2 separate regions of the Sus scrofa genome follow, and region 2 is linked to region 1. A link is a contact called in public HiChIP or PLAC-seq data. All regions are on one chromosome and are shown on one strand. The core of a region is the stretch at or near the end of the contact, and the rest is flanking DNA. Distances in the headings are between cores, read along the strand shown.

The links. HiChIP or PLAC-seq counts read pairs in DNA pulled down with a chosen protein or histone mark.
Region 2: an H3K27ac HiChIP or PLAC-seq map of skeletal muscle shows a contact between it and region 1. The contact joins two enhancer-like sites. A contact is called at or near these places in 2 of 47 Hi-C or Micro-C datasets (fibroblasts and heart right ventricle) and 1 of 2 datasets of contacts at active chromatin or transcription factors (skeletal muscle).

Annotation. Positions count from the first base shown.
Region 1 is chr13:136,101,219-136,105,578 of Sscrofa11.1, forward strand. All of the region lies in intron 5 of KALRN (kalirin), which reads right to left. Among named protein-coding and RNA genes, the nearest start is that of KALRN, 170 kb to the right of the region's middle. Within about 2 kb of position 2,528, at least 19 of the 83 cell types and tissues checked have an H3K27ac peak or open chromatin away from gene starts, as enhancers often do.
Region 2 is chr13:136,254,424-136,258,187 of Sscrofa11.1, forward strand. The region is part of intron 1 of KALRN (kalirin); the gene reads right to left. Among named protein-coding and RNA genes, the nearest start is that of KALRN, 21 kb to the right of the region's middle. Within about 2 kb of position 1,663, at least 10 of the 83 cell types and tissues checked have an H3K27ac peak or open chromatin away from gene starts, as enhancers often do.

The DNA.
Region 1 (4,360 bases), core at 1,278-3,777:
GGAAGAGTGGGGAGGGTAGCTGGGCCTCCAGCTAGGGTAGGTTGGTGTAAACACAGGTGTGATAAGGTGGGCCTGTGCAAAGCACAGAAGGAATGTCCTGGAGTGGGGCTGAATGTCCAAGTCCAGTCTCACCCTCCATTCTAGGCCCCTCTGGTTTGCACCTCCTTGTGACACCTCAGGATGAGGGGTGTCTCAGGGAAATCTTTTAGGACAGGATGAATGCCACACTGAGGAAAGACTGGCCAGTCCATCTGATTTGCATAGAGGGAACCAATACTCTGTTTTCTCTGTACCAAGAAGGGCAAGAATCCAGCTTCCCTCAAGGTCCCTGGTTACCAGGAAGCAGCATGACTAGATTTCTGACCCTGTTTAACTTCTGGTAATTAGCATGGCGTGGACATCACCCTCCTACACTCCTCCCCAAGCAGCCTGAGCTCTAGCTACAGTGGACAGTGGATGGTCCCAGAACCCACCCTGTACCTCTGAGGCTGCCGTGCCTTTGCTCGAGCTCTTCCCTGCCCTGCACCCCAACCTGGGCTCAATGTTTTCCCCATCTGTTCCCCACAATAGTAACTGGTACTTGGATCAACTTTCCCCAGGCAGCAGCAGCTCTCTGTGTGCCAGTGCCAGTGCCCCTTCTCCAACATGCAAAGGCCTGACTCCAGTTCATCTTGCAACTGCCTGTTCCCAGAACAGTATCTGGCACTTGTTTAATTGGTTTGTCTTTAGCAGCAGTGTTCTAAGACCTTGTCAACCTGGGCACATGCTTCCAATTTCTCTTTCCTACTAGTTTCTCCAGGTACCAGGCCCCTACCTCACCTCCTCGCTCTGCTCCCACCTGCTGCCCGCCACATGCCCCAGCACCCTGTTGGGGATGACTGTGTACTTTCTGCCCTTCCTCCCGAGGCCTCTCTGCTACTCCCGATCCCAGCTCCCACCCATCGCTGCTAACCCTCCATCTGCTGAGCACCTATTGGGCTCCCAACATACTAGATGCTTCACATACATTTTCTTTAATCCATACCATAATCATAACATGTGTATTAAAATCTACATTTCACAGATAAAGAAACTGCTCGGAGAGGGTGAACTGGCTACAGATGGTCCATTAGCTAGCGAGTGGCTCAGCTGGGATTCAAACCCAAGTCTCTGTGACTGCAAAGTCAGTGCTCTTTCTAGACTTGGCTGGGTCTTCTGGCCTGCGCTCTCTCTGCTCTCCATGGGAGGCATGAGCCACAGGGCACCACCCAAGGGAGGAAGCAGGACCACAGGAGGGAAATGAAACAACCAGTTCCGAGAGAAGGGCTGTACCCTAGAAGGCTGCGTAACACAGGCCAGAGGAGGTGCAAGGGCATGGAGAAGAGGGTCGCCAACGGGAGGGGGGACAGAAGAGGATGTGGAGGGGGCGCAGGGGGGAGGATAGAGGGTGAAGGGAAGGAAGGAAAGTGGATTCTTCAGAGTAAAATGCCTGGAAAGAAATCTTAAAAATCCCTACCTCAAACAGAAATGCAGCTTGTTTTTTCACTTAATAAATTGTACCTCAATATCTTTCATTCTTCAAAAAGCCTACTTAAGACATTTCTTCCACTTCCCCTCCTGGGACAGAGTGGATATGTTTTCTTTTTTCTTGGCCCACCTCCACACTTTCTTCCCCCCATACAGCAGACCCCCAACCCTAACCTCTGCCCAGCAAGCAATAAAACCTTGACATTCCAGCAGGTTTGAACCACTGGAGTGGTTCCTTACAAGGATTGGGACTCACAGCAATGCTGAAACTGATTCTCCTTACACTTGCCCACATTATTGCCCTATCCAGTGCCTGGGGTGGGGACAGGTCCTCAGCATCTAGCAGAGGACCTGACATATGGACGATGCTCATTATCTGTGAACAAAGGAATGAATGAATCAATGAATGTTTCTCAGTTACTTCCCTGTGCCTCATACAACGTCTTTCTCTGATAAGATCTTTCTTTCCTAGCTCACCTAAATTGCTACGGACAGAATCAGGGTGACCATCTGGATGCTTCAAAGTACTATTAACACAATGTCCATGTTCTCAGTTCCAAAGGGTCACTGTGGGGTCCATACATAAGTAGAGGCCCCCTAGGCAGGCTATTCACATGTAATAATTCAAGTCCAGCCCCTTCCTGCTCCTCATAAGAGACCTGGGAGGAAGCCAAGGCTCCCGTGCCCAGCGTTCCTGCCATGCCTTCCTCTGCTCTGCCCTCCACACCCACAGTTCCCATGCAGGCCTGCGACCTCAGCGGACACTGGGGCTGACTGAACATGCGGCAGAGGGAAGGAGGAGGGGAGAAAGGATGTACGGAAGGGAAAAACAGCTTCGGGAGAAAACACTCACACATGCAGCCCGCAGAACATTGTGACTTGGATTATTTTTGGAATCTAATGTTTCTAATGTTCAAGGGGAGGAAATGAGAAAAAATAAGTAGAGATTCCCAGGACCAGCAGGCTGGAAATAATATAGGACACTGTGTCCTGTATTGGGTGGGACATGGACACACTTCCTCGCCCTGAATCCAGTCAGTAGCGGATGGCAGGGCCATGGTTAAGGGCCCCTTAGGAGGAGGGAGGGCAGGAACGAGGGGTCCCGGGAGACTTTCTTAAAAAAAAAAAAAAAATCAGGAAATCACAAACCACTCAGCAAAGACCTTGTCCCGAAGTCCCTCCCAACACCAAGGGCTCAGGCAATTGAATCACAGAGATATGTCAGCACACCCCCTAGAGGTCCAATCTGTGTTTGCCCTCCGACCAGAGCAGGTAAGGACACAGGTCAGGTGGCCTTGAACCTCTACTCCAACCCAGCCCCTCTAGCCACCTCCTAGGTGGCTAGCATATGTGCCTTTCTCCTGCAGGGCAAAGGTAAGGTTTGTGTGTATTTCTGTCTCTATGTGTGTATGTGTGTTGGGGGAGGGGGAGGAGCCCCAGCCTCAAAGCAGAGGGCCCACCTTCCTGTCATCCACCTGGCTGTATCCCAGCCTTCCCAAGTCTCCCCTTTCCCCTGTAAAATGATACTCACATCCACCCCCTGGGCCTGTCACACAAAGTAGATGGGAGACCAAATGAGGAACCACCAACTGGGTGGCTCTGGTTGGGTCTTTGCTGTGGATCAAAGTTTCCTATGTAAAAGGAAGGGCTAGATCAGAAAATCTCTAAGGTCAGGGGTGTGAGAAGACTTCAAAAGCCGACATTCAAAAAAAAGCTATTTGGTATTATAATGACTATAATGTCACTTCAGCTTGACAAATGACACTGCTGGCTGGAGGGGGATGGGGGTTGGAGAGGTGGCAAAGAGAAGCATCAATGGGCCAAGTGTGGGGGAGGGAGGAGGGGGCGTGCATTAGGTCCACACTGGCCCCAGAGATTCTTGTCAACCCCAGCAGAATGAGACTTTCAGCCCTGCTTTGGGTCCTGGGGAGTGATCAGAACTGCTATACCTCAGAGGAAGAGGGCAAGAAACAGCAATGCATAATTTGCCAGTGACAGGGCATCCTGCAGAGGTCCTGAATTGCTAGTACAGTTAGTAGGACATACAAACAGCAGAAACAATAAACACATAACCCTCAGGGCATCACCCTGCTGCCTACATGGGCCCCATACGCATTTTCTCAGGGTGATTAACATGAACGTAACATTATTTTGTTTGCACAGACCTCCAAGATTATCAAAATTGGATGGACTGTAGGAAGTGCTTCTGGCTGCGAGGTGGTAGGAGAATAAGACAGATCTGTTCTTTGCTATAATGCACGGCAGGAGGGGACAAGTGTCTCAGATGTAGAAGGTTCATGGGAAGGCACAATCACATCCCCCTGGGGAGAATCACTTTCCTCTGTGGCTTCAAAAGACAGACACTGGTATTCCAGAGACCTTTGCCTGCAGTGGCACCTCCAACCCTGACCCATCAGATGTGACCCCAGTTTGACCTCGGGGCTCTTGTCCTATGCCTGACCCAGGGGCACCACACAATCTTGTGAACTTGGGGGGTCCCCATGAACCCACATAATTGCCAACTTCTCTCAAAACTCAATTCTTGATTTCGTTCCGTGAGGGATCACTGAAAATTATTTGGAGCACTTGGAAGTGCTTGGAAGACTGCATTGACGACACTGCGAGGTCTCAGTGGGCGTTGGATGAGGAGTAAATCAGGACTGAAATGAGGCAGGGAGAAGGGAGGGAAGCCGAGGTCTAGGGAGTAGCGAATCTGGGCCAGGCATAGGGCTGGCACCTCCACACACGTCATCCCACTCAATTATCCCAACAACTTTGACAGCGTTTAGGCCTTCAACAGATTATGGTTCTATTTGCCAAGAAAATTTCTTATTTTCCATCATCACCCAAGGTG
Region 2 (3,764 bases), core at 413-2,912, 150 kb after region 1:
CAGTAGAGTCCCAGCTCAAGGCAGCAGGTCAACAGAATACATTTGTGCACACACCAGCCAGTGCCCCCTCAGCTCCTCCAGAGCTGCAGTAGATCTGAATGAAGCCTGCAATGTCTGAGATCTGATCTTCCATCTGCCACTTGATCTGTCACTTCCCCAATTCGGCAGGGAGCAGGGGCTGGAAGATACAGCAGGAGAGGTCTCCAGGGGTCCGTTTGGCAGTGAGCAGATGTCAACCAAATGGGAGAGATGTAACTCTGCTTCAAAGCAAGAAGAGGCTTAAGGTCATACCCAAATATACCTGGTGGCCAGAGGAGACCCCAAGATGTTGCTGAACAGTCCAACGTCTAACTCTGCCTCCAGGCATCTAGGGTATAGGTATGTCGTTACGGTTTCCCGATGGAGGAGTGGAAAGAACATGAGATTTAGCGTAAGAAAACCTAGGTTAGAATCCTGACTCACCACTATATAAGCTGAATGACTTGGGGAAGTCACATAACAGATGAGCCTCAGTTTCCTCATCTGTAAAATAGAGACAATGCTATTGTGAGATTTAAGATAAGTACCCAGGACAGTTCGTGCACATAGGAAGTCCCCAAATGCTAAATTACAACACAGCGATTACTTGCAGACCATATTCTCTGGGTTCTTTTTCCAGTAATAGGTATAGATTTTTGCTATCTGTCTATACTATTTTTGCTGGCCCTTATATGATGAGAAGAAGCTACTAAGAGACTACCAGCTGGAATGGAAGATGTAGTCAGCAACCATGACCAGAGAGAAATTATCTGTCCAATAGATAATTGTGCCACAGCCTTTCTCTCATGAATATAGTGTCAGGGATGTTCACTGTAAGGATATTTTAATTTTATTTTATCTTATTTTATTTGATTGTTTTTTAGGGCCACACCTGTGGCATATGGAAGCTCCCAGGCTAGGGGTCCAATCGGAGCTCCAGCTGCTGGCCTACACCACAACTACAGCAACACCAGATCTGAGCTGCATCTGCAACCTGCACCACAGCTCATGGCAACGCCAGAGCCTTAACCCACTGAACAAGGCCAGGGATTGAACCCACATCCTCATGGATCCTAGTCGGGTTTGTTAACTGCTGAGCTATGAAGGGAACGCCACCATAAGGATATTTTAAAACATCACTGTCACTGGAAGATAAATCTGCACCAAACCCTTCATTTGGATACAGAAGAGAAGTTTTAAGCCACCACATTTGCTTCTTTGTAGACCATATCCTGGTAAATAAGTCTTATCTTTAAAAATGCGTCCCCATCTTTGTTGACAATCCTGACTTCCATACCGAGAAATGTTCCTGGAACCAGGATCTGTTCCTGGAAACCAGTATAAATTTATGAAGCTGCTTGTATTTATAATAAAATGGAAGTAAATCTGACTGAAGCAAAGATCTACATTCCCAAGATGACTGACTGTCCATTTTAGTAGTTGCTGCCCCTAGCCAACACTCAAGCCAGAGGCTTCCCCTTCCTTGCTCAGCCTCCCTGAGGGAACCTGGGTCATTCAAAGAGCACCGGGAAGGAGCTGAGAAAGTAGGGGAAGCAAACAGCATTAAATCAAGGAACACACCCTCTACAGCCAAGGTCAACACCCAGGAGGGGCAGGAGGGCTTAGACAGTGGCGGAAAGACTCCACCCACAAGTACTTTGAACAGAAGCTCTCTTCCAACTGAAGGCAAAGAGCTGCTAATCTGATGCACACCCAAAACAGAGATGTCGGTAAAAATAAAATGACGACTGCTCCCTTGTGAGAAAGCCAGGAAAAGAACATATTGAAGCAATCACGGCCTGAAGCCCTGCCTAACACCAGTGCTACTGAGTGACCTCAGCCAGGGACAGAAAAGGATTGATCAAATAACTTTTCTTGCTCAACATCTCCCAATAGCTGCCCATAAACTACTGAAGAAAATCCTAAATCTCCATAGTGTGGAAACTAAAGCCCACTCAGGCAGCCTTTCCAGCTTTCTCTCTCATCATTCCAAATCCCCACACACACTCACAATGAGCACACACACACATGCACAGACTCCACATGAAAATTATCTCCCAAACTCACAACCTTTCGCTCCTCACCTTTCCTCTGTTGCCCTCCTCCATCTCCACAAGTACAGCTTCTACTCAACCTTCAAAGCCTTTCAAGGCCAAGTCCACAGCTGGAATTCTTCTCTCCCTCTTCTCTTGCTCCCATGGCACCTTCCGAATAAAGAAGCCTTTCCCTTCACTGTAATTTCCACAAAGACAGAGACTGCCTGCCCTGTTCACGCTGTGCAGATATTCAACAAACACTTGTCAATTTAAGGAGTTCCTCAGTGCCAAGATGTTTGTTCCATAACATGAGTTTTTTAGTCCTCGCCAGACAAGATGTCTCCATTGACCAAGGCAATTCAAAGTCCACTGGCTTTGGCCTGATTTCCTTTCTCATGTACCATCTCAGCCCCTGAAAAGTCTCATTGCATTATGTCCAGGAGCCCCTGTTCTCACAGGGGTCCTGTCAGCCACACCTGCTGTGTCTTCCTCCTCTTCTCAGGCTGCCCACTGCTGCTAGAGGATGCCTGAGGTGACCTCCGTGAAGACTCCAGCATCTGACTCAGGGTGCTGGCTCCAGGACTCTCCAACCCCCAACACGCCAAGTGCCAAATGGCCTGAGTTCCCTAGAGTCCTCCCTGCCCCTGGATCTAGTCCCTGTGGAAGCTTAGCCCCTTCTCCACACTATTCACGAGGTCAGCATCATCTGTCCCCAGGCATCACACAGAGCCCTGCTGAGAGCAGTTCTTCCCACTTCTGCACAGTGCCCCTCCTCAGGGATGCCTCCTCCTCAGGAAGTCCCTCCTCAGGGCTGTTCCCTCCTCAGGGCTGTTCCCTCCTCAGGGCTGCCCCTCTTCAGGTCTCACACGCCAGCCCATGGGGTTGGCTGGAGACGAATATCTAGGAAAGACAGTGCCTGGTCTCTCCAAAACCCATCTTGCCCTATCTTGTGTTCAAACCCACCATACAAAGGGACCACTGGGCTGCTTGCCTCTCTGAAGAAATGGCCAGGACAAGTCCAAAGGCCCACAGTGGCCACAGGAAATACCTCCTCTCCCCCGATCTGCTGCCTCAGGCCTCATCCCTCAACCCTCTGTGCATGATACTGAAGGAGAAGAGCTGACTACAACCACCTTTCCTATGTAAAGACTGGGAAACCCTTCCTCTGCCTTTCTCCTTCTGTCAGTGCTTCTGCCCAGGGCCGACTCTATCCCTTCCACACCTCTAAAGACCCCGCTGCCTCAACCCCTTCCTCTCCTCCTCACACAGGCATTCACCACTGCCCACAGGTCCTTTTTTTCCAGAAGTGGTTGATAAGATTGGATTTCAGCAGATACTGCCAGAGCCTGAAGATTTATCGATACTGAAGCTTCTGAATGCCTGCCAATTACTGTGTCCATTATTCTGGACTGGGTCATCCAAGCCCTTCATCTACTTAATGGAGAAGGAGCTCCAGCTAGGCAGGAAGCACCTGGAGCTGGTAGGTGGAGCCCACAGGAGACAGCAGAGGAACGGCCCCTCAGAGGCAGCCTGGCTTGGCCGCCTGGCAGGTAGCCTCAAGGCAAGGAGGCTGAGTCTTAAAAGGACCAACTGATGGATGACTCCTCGCCTGCAGGAAACACATCCCAGTCACAGTAAGGTGCACAGGCAGCCTAAGGCTAAAGTTTCCCCCCAAGGCCTCAGGCCAAGCTTCAAGGCAAGTAGAGGCCA